Linked DNA regions of Arabidopsis thaliana: region 1 is linked to region 2. Evidence: chromatin contacts called from public capture Hi-C data. All regions are on one chromosome and are shown on one strand. The core of a region is the stretch at or near the end of the contact, and the rest is flanking DNA. Distances in the headings are between cores, read along the strand shown. Region 1 holds the start of ILL6 (IAA-amino acid hydrolase ILR1-like 6). Region 2 holds the start of SEU (SEUSS transcriptional co-regulator).

Region 1 (4,963 bases), core at 1,321-3,820, 220 kb after region 2:
GACACAACCTACAACTCGAGAAAATGGGAATCAGAATTAAGCTATAAATTTTCAAATATCTGGTTGTGGATTTTATGAAGTACCTGAGAGTCAAGAGGACTAGCTTCACGGGATACAATGCCTTGAAGACTAATGACCGCGGAAGAAGCTGCAAGAAGGAGATTAGCGGCGCCACGGCTATCTTCCGAAGTGATAACCGCCCGGAAAATTCCACATCCCGCGAGCAAAGGACCACTTCTTGATCCAATCACACCCGTTGGATGGATATGGGACACATGGACCGCGAAGATAGCCTCCACGTCATCCAAAGCTCCGTCTTCGATCATATTCTTTGCACCATTTCCAGCTTCTTCAGCCGGTTGGAATAACAGAACCACTGTTCCCTATAAAAAAATCATACATGCAACAAAAGGGACTAATTTATTTGCTTTGATCTCCGGTCCAACGAAACCATGGGCCTAAAGACCATAACTCCTCTATTACACCAAAAAAATAAAATAAAAATTAAATGATTTCCCTTATCTTCAAAAGCAAATCATTAATTCACATCAGTTGTCATTATAGCACAACAAACAGTGACCCACCAAGAAATAAAGTTTAGAAATCTCATCCACTTTTAAATAAGTTATAAAACAATGTTATGAAAAACAGTGATAGGAGCCAAAGCCTTAGACTTAGATCTTGTAATCGTAGCCGTTGATTAACGTGGGGAAAAAAGGAAATATGTAAGCAAACTTTCTCTTAACCCTAGTCTCTCTTGGAAGTTAAGGTTAATTCTTGGGAGTTTTTTTGTTTATTAAGATGAAGATACCTTATATAGGCCACAATACTTTGTGTAAAAAAGAAAACTCCTAAAACCAATATTAAAAGAAACCCATAAAACCAAAATTAAGCCAAAACACCAAAACTCTTAACTCGTATAAAAAGCATAGAGTTTGATGAAGTACCTTGAGAAGATGTTCACGAGCCTTAAGAATATGGGCAGCACCAAGAAGCATAGTCACATGTGCGTCATGACCACATGCATGCATTTTGCCTGCAACTTTGCTTATATGTTCCCATTCAACTGCTTCCTATTTTGCATTAACACAACTAATATTATTATGTCAATATAGTAAATAAAAATAATCCTAACAAATCTCTATGCCTTATCTGTATAAACCATATCACCTCAACCACACAATCTATCATTATCATCATATCTGGTATATCATGTGACACAGCTAGCCTCTCTGTCAGTGAGTAACTACCAATATAAGTACAAAATCTTTCCAAAAATAGAACATTTCACATGGTCACATGGAACAAAGAATATAATGAAACTAGTTTAAGCATTGTTATGTGCCAATATAATTGGTAACACAAAATATTGTACATTTAACGTATAAACAATTTGCATTATTTCTGAATCATTTTGACTTTTCTTTCATAAAACTATACTTCAAAACTAAAAAGTCTTAACAAGAAAAACATAAACAAAAGTCTTACTGTTTCATACAGTACAAACAGGGGCGGTTCTCAGAGTGTGCTCACACGTGAAAACCATGTGTTTTTGAATAATATTTTTTATGTCACATGGACCTAGTCCCACATTTTGTAACGTATAATATAGTCGGCCCAATTAGACTACGAGCTACATTTTGTAAACGTAGGTTTTTAAGCTATGTATGCAAAAGGAAAAAGTAAATACATCAAAACATATAATTTAGAAAAAATAAACTTTTCTTTGTTGTGATTACCTGAATAGGTAGTGCGTCCATATCAGCCCGAACCGCAACAAAAGGCGGTCCACCGGATCCGATCCAAGCCCGAATACCCGTTTTCGCTAACGGATATCTATACATGATACCCATACGGTCCAGCTCCGACCTAATAAGCCTACTAGTCTCATACTCCTCAAACGCTAGCTCCGGGTTCTCATGGATCGTCCTCCTAACGCGTTTAAGCCACGCAACGTTATCCGGCTGATAAGTCAGCCTAAGAATCTCATCAGAACATGCTTTGGTCCAAACCCGACACTCATCTGACCCGACATGAGCCGGTAGACCCAAGGATTGGTTCTTGATCGGTGTCGGCCGTAGTAACATCCCAAAAGGGTTGTTGTTGGGATATTTCACTTCAAAGAAAGGTAAGTTGGTGGCTATGGTAAGAGAGACAAAGATTATGGTTAGAGAGACAGAGAGAAGATTAAGTTTCCGGAGATTGTCCATAACTTTGTGTTCTTGTCTGTGAGAGAGAGAGAGGGAGATAAAGTTTGTTTTGGTTATAAAAGGATGCTGAGTGAAGAGAGAGGATATTTGGGCATGTGGGTATAAAGGAGGTAAAGATAGAGAGATATGAGAGAGTAATTTAGGCACGTGGGTTAATTAGATGTCGAATCGTAACGGCTGGAGAGACCCACCACTTTCTACGGAGAATTGTTCAGACTTGTTTACTCTTGACACGCCTCTTTAGATTTTATTTCATCCACTCTTTTTTCTTTCTCTCTGCCGGTGATTTTTGTTATTGAGAATCTATAAAAAAAATCGGATATTTTTGTGTTATTTAAAACGTTTATGGATGGGATGGCCAAACTATGAGATGTAAAATTTGTTTGAGACATGTAAACCACATAAAGATTCCACATAAACATTCGACTACAATTTAGTTAGAGGCTTTTGAAAAAAAACCATTATCTACAAATGAACCCAAAAAAAAAAAAAAAAAAAAAAATTGAGCCAGGCTAATGCAAATTGAATTGAATTTCCGCATTCGAATCAAATTTTATTTTCTAATTTATTAGTTAAGAAACAATTTTTGAATATATAAATATCAGTTACATTTGAATTTAAATTAATCAATAGTAATTATTTTAATTATGATTTTAACTATCCAAATCTGAACCAAATTCAAACAAAAATTTGGCAAACTGAATCAAAGCAATTAAAACAAACTTTGTTCTATTTGGCACCTAATTTTCTCGAACCGAACGTAATCATCAAACTCACACCTCTACTTTCAAATCTATTTTTTTTATATAATATTAAAATGTTGGGTTTTTTTTTTTGCTTTGTTCAAGTGTTTCTATAGCAAAATTTTTTTTTTATGTATATATATATATATAGAATTTTGTTTTTTTCTTGGTTTATTTCAAATATAATATTGTTTGTTAAAGATGGAAAGGTTATATTCTTGAAACTTTAAAAAGACAATTTGAGAAGTTGTAACACTTTTGTCTGTATTCCAAAGGAATAGTTTGACTCTAGAAAATACTATTGTGAGTTTTCGTTGGGGACCAAAACGAAATTTATTATATAAATTAAATAACTATATTATAATAGAATTTCATCTATATCCTTCTTTTTTTTGTCGCACACTTGATTTGATAATAAGATATATAATATATTCGTAGGGATCTCAAATGCCATGTATCACCCATTGCCGGTAACTATACTCTTTGATAGAATGTCAAAGAAGCTCTAAAATGGAAAGCTTAACCTACAATCTACAAATGACTATTATTAATCATGTAAAAAATTACAACGGCGAAAACTGATTAAACCAGAAAATATATATAATCCGATTATAAATGGCCGAATATTTATAATATATTTTAATAGAGTTTTATGAAAAAACAGTCTTCTATTTTTGCAGTTTTATCCTTAACATCTAAAAAATATCAAATAATTCTATAAAATCTAAAATAATACGTAATATAATCTATTTTTACAATTTTACATATATTGTAAACGTTTTTACAATCACATATATTTATTTTTGAAAATTTTAAAATATTATTGTACTCTTTATCTCGAGAGCTTCGATTTGATATATTATTTATCAAAATTTTAAAATTTGATAATAATAAAAATGACTATCTTTATTGCATATTATTTTAGAATTTATAGAATTATTTTATATTTTTTAGACGTAAAAAGTAAAATTACAAAAATAGATGATTTTGAGAGTTGTTTGCACATAAAACTCATTTTAATACTATATATTCATATTTTATATGAAATATGTAAACTAGTAATTTTTTCGTTTTAAAAATAATTTAGAGAAGAAAAAAACTATAATGAGTTAACGAAAACTAAAAACAAATTACAGGGTAGAGACAAACTGTTTATACGGATAAAGACCATCGTACATATTTTTAAATAAATTAAGATCAATGTAGACTTTCGTAACATATATCAAACTTTGATTATTTTTTCACAAACAATAGAAATTTTGAAAAAGGTTTGGGGATGGTCGGTTTATGAAAATAAATAGAAAAGCGAATAGTCTCTATTTACTTCGAGAAACTGATTTTGGTAGCTACAGCCATAGTCAACGGTCGAAAGTTCACAACTTATACAAATTGCTGAATTTAGTCCAAAATTTTGCCAAGACGTTGGGCGGTAAAATAGCTGGAGCAAATAAAAGAATCTTGTTGCTTTTAGGGTACTTTACTATTTTGTTGAGTCATTTTGTAAACATCGATGTCTTTAACTAGTTTTCCTTTTTGGCGATTTTGCTTTAGATTATGTTTCATATATCATAGCCACCATTGCGAAATAAGTCTTACTCATACTTATCTTTCTTCATTTTTTCATTTTGTTAGTAACTATTCCAAGAGTTACATTAAAGAAATAAAAGTTATTTTCACGGTCAACACTTATTTCATTTTTTCTTTCATCAATTGGCAAAGTGAACTGATTCAATCACGTCTTAGCCATTTGGGCTGAATTTGACCAAAATACCCTTCAACACAACTGCAACTATGACTATTCATGTTCGGTTAATTTGTTTTACTAGTTATAGTATTATTTTTAAAATTTATAATAAAATCAAAACTATTTATTGCAGAATAAATGTCTCAAACTGAAACCCAGATTTGTGTTCTTTGGTAATGAAAACGAAAAAAATGAAAGTGAATTCCGGTGAGAAAGCAAATGTTCTTCCGAAAGAATTGACTTAATGAATGGATAATTAAACAAAA
Region 2 (5,081 bases), core at 1,446-3,945:
TCGTAAATAAGTTTTAAACAATGTAATTAAAAAACATACAAAATAGAATGAATCATTTTGTCGAGTGTTAGAGAAATAAATAAAAACGATAATTAGAAAAAGCACCAAAATTATTTATCAAATTAATTTGACCAATATAAATTGTTATAACTAACAAATTATGGATAAATAAAACCAAACATTGTGCAAGTGTTGGCCTAGTATGACTCCGATTGGTTACATTGCATGATAGGATAATGGTATAAGTTGCAGAATAAAAATTTGTAGAATGAAAATTTGTAAAATGGAAAACCGTATAATGAAATTATGTTTAAAATATGTTGATTGAATACATTTTGCATAATGGCAAAATAAAATATTATATACTTAATAAACAAAATAATGTTTAATATATTTTAAGTAATATTTGATAAAAAAAAAAATAAGAAAATTAAAATTTATTTTAAAGTTGTGAATTTTTTTATATATTATTAATTATATAATTTTGTGTAAACAATTATATTTTTTTTCTTTTACAATTAATAATATTTAGTATGCTTATAAGAATAACAATTTATTATGCACATAAGCAACTATATACCCACTTTCTTTCATAATGAATTTTTACTTGTAATTTTAGGGTGCAAATTCTGCGTTTTTGCGTTTGTTAATGTAATTATGCAGATTTTTTCTTGATTGACAAACTTCTTGCATAATCGCATTAGAAAACACCGTTATGTCATTATGCGTGTTACCAATCAAAAAACACCTTAAGTAATAGTATCATAAGTGTTCGTAATACTGTAAGAATATGTGAGATTTTCTAGTTTAAGATTGGAAATATCTAAGTGTTGGGTGAAAATCACAAGAGGAATTATTGTATTAGATTGTGATAATAAGTGGAATTATTAATTTGCATTTGACATGATATATGGATATAAATTGTAAGACGACAGATTTTTTAAAAAGTTATTCTAATCAAACAAGTCACCTTCAATAACAATTGATTAGAACATACCGCGTCATATAGTAAAAAACCTTTAAATCATATGTTAACATTCTCTTCTTCTATAAAGTAACATCAAATAGTTACTACAATGAGATATACAACAATCAAGTATGGTATTTAGGGTTTAACGTAAGATTTGAGAGATATGATTTATGCAATGACATCCAAATTTGATAGATATTGAGAAGATATAGAAAAAGCCAATAAAATATTGATAGTGGCTAAAATATTTGATCATTTTCATATAATGATATTTGCATTGTTTAGCTTTAAACTTATACGTGGATAAGGTAATCTAAAGTGTGAGAAATAATAATTTGCTGATAAATATTTTGTAGAGATAATTTGAGTATAGTGTTTGATAGACCAGTTTAAGTCTACAATCTTCTTTCTGTAAATGAGTTGGAAACATATCAAAAAGACGAGTCAGATATACTCAACCATGTTTTAAGGTAGTAAAAATAAATAGATCAAAATATTCAACCATGTTTCCAATGGCAGGAGAAGTTCTTGCAATACCAATATCTTTGGCTATATATGAGTCTGTTTTTTTAACCATTAGTGATTGTAATTTAAATCAATATAAAAGCTATTTGGTTTGTGGTGTTGTTAAACCGGGTGAAGCACTCTCTCAACTCTTTATACATATTTTTTCTTTTTGTTGACTAATAAATTTAACATTTTAACACACAAAAAAATGCTTTTGACTTAAAATTGGTTACATGCATTATTAGGTTCAGAAAAAATGAGGTATTTAAGATTTATATTCAGCAATGGTTCATATATATGCTCTCATGTCTGATTTTTTCTTTTAAATATATTTATGTTAGAAAATGATCTGCAACACATCAGACTAAAAAACTGAATTATTTTTTTTATATATTTTCTAATATTAATAGAAAACGGTTTATTAAACAAATGAATATGCAAATACTCTAAACCGTGAGAATTCCTTGTGGAGTTTCATTTGTATATAATATTTATTTTCTTTGCTTTATAACTTTAAAATACCATCATGATTATTATAGTTCAGCTTCTATGTAATGAAACCATGTAGACAATAAAATAAAGAAAATAAGAAGCAGTTTTTATTATCTAAAAAGCGTAGACAAAAATAATTAAGAAAACTTGAACAAAAGAAAAAAGATAGAAAGTTGAGACGAAAAAGAATATATAAGGGGAATGGGAAAAAAAAATCATCTAAGCAAGGGATGAAGATCAAACTCGAGTTGTTTAATCTCATACATAAATCCGCTTTCAAATTAATTTTATGTTGTCGTTCCATAATTATATTTTTTCTTAAAAATAGTCTTGTTTTCCATTCTCTCTCTCAAACCAAATTTACACATTTAAATAAACTTTAAACAGAAAAACCACTATTAATGTAGTAATATATTAAATATTGATATATTTCTATATCAAATTTAAAACTAAAACCAAAAAAAGAAAGAAAAATTTCTATATCAAATTTAGAACTAAAAACAAATAAAAATAGTGTCATTTCCATTATGTTCTTTTAAACCAAACTTTACATTCTAAGAAAAAACACTATTGATGTGTATATTAAACTTTTGATATCTTTCTAAATCAAACTTTTCTTAAGGTATTTAAAAGTGATAGTATTCTGAATGGAAAAATAACAATTTAACACTAAAACCAATAAAATAAAGAGAAAAATGTTTGTGGCTAACAAAAAAAAAAAATCCAGATTGTGATTACAAAAAAAAAACATTTCTAGGGCATGTCATTGACTTCCTTTGAAGAAGAAGAAGAAGAGAGAGAGAGACTGAAAAAGAAAAAGTAAGAAAGGGAATGAAATAAATCCGATCGAATACAATTTTGACGTCCGCAAGGACACTATTCTCTCTCTTCTCATCTTCTTCTTTCTCTCTTCTCTCTCTCTCTCTACAGCGAAGAACAGGACACAAATTACTCTGTGAAGCTTAAAAAGGTATAATTTTTAATAAAACCCAGAAACTACAATTTCTAGGCGGCAGAGAAAATTTGTTTCTACTTCTTTTTGTTTCTCTTTGTCTTCTCGTCTCTTTATCCCCAAACCCATCAATAAAAAACCCTAAAAGACTTCAAATTTCTTCAAGATTTTGTTCATCGGAAGTTTTCAGATTTTTAGTTGTGTAAAGTCTCTTCCTTTTTGTTCGATTCTCTTTGTTTTGAGTCTTATCAGAGACTTATTCTTCAATTCCACCTCTGGGTAAGTTTCTATAGATTCTCACTAGTAATCTCTGTTTTTTTTCTCAATTAGGGTTTGATCAAAGTTTCGTTTTTTTCTTTCTGGGTTTGTTCTTAACATTATGCTTTTGTTTTGTTAAGGTGGTGAGAGTTGGAAATGGAGTAGATTTGCTTAATTTAGATCTGTAAGTAATCAACAGACAGTGTTGTTTGGTTCTAGAATGTTCGATACGGAATCTCATCACTCAGATTCATCTCTTTCCGTGGTGTTTACGACTCTGAAGCTTATCATTGCTCAGAAAGAATACGTCTTTGCTCCTACACAGAGCTGAGTTTTATAAAGTCGTCAGTTTTGTTTCTTGCTTTCTTTGTTGATTGTGGAGTTGTGAATTAGTAAGAGTATGGTACCATCAGAGCCGCCTAATCCTGTTGGGGGTGGTGAAAATGTTCCGCCTTCGATATTAGGAGGACAAGGAGGAGCTCCTCTTCCTTCTCAACCAGCATTTCCTTCACTTGTCTCTCCGCGTACTCAGTTTGGTAACAATATGAGTATGAGTATGCTTGGGAATGCTCCAAATATATCTTCTCTTCTCAATAATCAGTCTTTTGTAAATGGTATCCCTGGTTCTATGATTTCTATGGATACAAGTGGTGCTGAGTCTGACCCGATGTCTAACGTCGGGTTTAGTGGTTTGTCGTCTTTTAATGCGTCGAGTATGGTGTCTCCGCGCTCATCAGGTCAAGTTCAGGGTCAGCAGTTTTCGAATGTTTCGGCTAACCAGTTGTTGGCTGAGCAACAACGGAATAAGAAAATGGAGACGCAGAGTTTTCAACATGGTCAGCAGCAGTCAATGCAGCAGCAGTTTTCGACAGTGCGTGGTGGTGGATTAGCAGGTGTGGGACCTGTTAAGATGGAGCCTGGTCAGGTTTCGAATGATCAGCAGCATGGTCAAGTACAACAGCAGCAACAGAAAATGTTGAGAAACCTAGGGTCAGTTAAGTTGGAACCGCAGCAAATTCAGGCCATGAGAAATTTGGCCCAAGTGAAAATGGAACCTCAACATTCTGAGCAGTCATTGTTTCTCCAACAACAGCAGAGGCAACAACAGCAACAACAACAACAACAATTTCTTCAAATGCCGGGGCAATCTCCGCAGGCTCAAATGAACATATTTCAGCAGCAGAGACTTATGCAACTTCAACAACAGCAACTCTTGAAATCTATGCCTCAACAGCGTCCTCAATTACCACAGCAGTTCCAACAGCAGAATTTACCTCTAAGGCCACCTCTGAAACCAGTGTATGAACCTGGCATGGGTGCTCAGCGTCTTACACAGTATATGTACAGACAACAACATAGGCCTGAAGTAAAGCTTCTTACCATAAATTTAACTTCTTTCAGCCTATGGCTTTTCTTCATAATTGACATTTGTGCTTGCTATTAAATGCAGGACAATAATATCGAGTTCTGGAGAAAATTTGTAGCTGAGTACTTTGCTCCTAATGCCAAAAAGAGATGGTGCGTCTCTATGTATGGCAGTGGCAGGCAAACAACAGGCGTTTTCCCTCAGGTTGGTTTACTGCTCAATGAACTTATCTTGTTTGTAATACAATTGTAAAGGAGCTTGTCTTTTGCACCTGAGCCAGTTATTCTGGATAAATTACGTACTTGTTTCATGTTATACCTCTTTACATGAGTATTTTTATTCCACAAACATTGCAGGATGTGTGGCACTGTGAGATATGTAACCGAAAGCCTGGACGTGGTTTTGGTATGTTATTTAGATGATCAGTGCAGACAATTTCCTGTACATCTTATCAAATATTCCTTCCTTACTGCTTTGTCTCTTTCATTGTTTAGAGGCAACCGCCGAAGTCCTTCCGCGGCTGTTTAAGATTAAGT

The links. Capture Hi-C pulls out chosen DNA fragments and counts their contacts.
Region 1: a contact with region 2 is called in a capture Hi-C map of seedling, with 2.0 times the contacts expected there. A contact is called at or near these places in 1 of 26 Hi-C or Micro-C datasets (root) and 1 of 3 other capture datasets (seedling).

What each region holds. Positions count from the first base shown.
Region 1 is chr1:16,835,992-16,840,954 of TAIR10.1, forward strand. ILL6 (IAA-amino acid hydrolase ILR1-like 6) reads right to left here and starts at 2,571. Exons shown (of 5, transcript NM_103546.4): 1 at 1,740-2,571; 2 at 948-1,073; 3 at 84-383; 4 at 1-8. The coding sequence starts at 2,210.
Region 2 is chr1:16,614,293-16,619,373 of TAIR10.1, forward strand. It overlaps SEU (SEUSS transcriptional co-regulator), which reads left to right and starts at 2,696. Exons shown (of 10, transcript NM_103511.4): 1 at 2,696-3,200; 2 at 3,320-4,545; 3 at 4,630-4,749; 4 at 4,902-4,950; 5 at 5,040-5,081. The coding sequence starts at 3,580.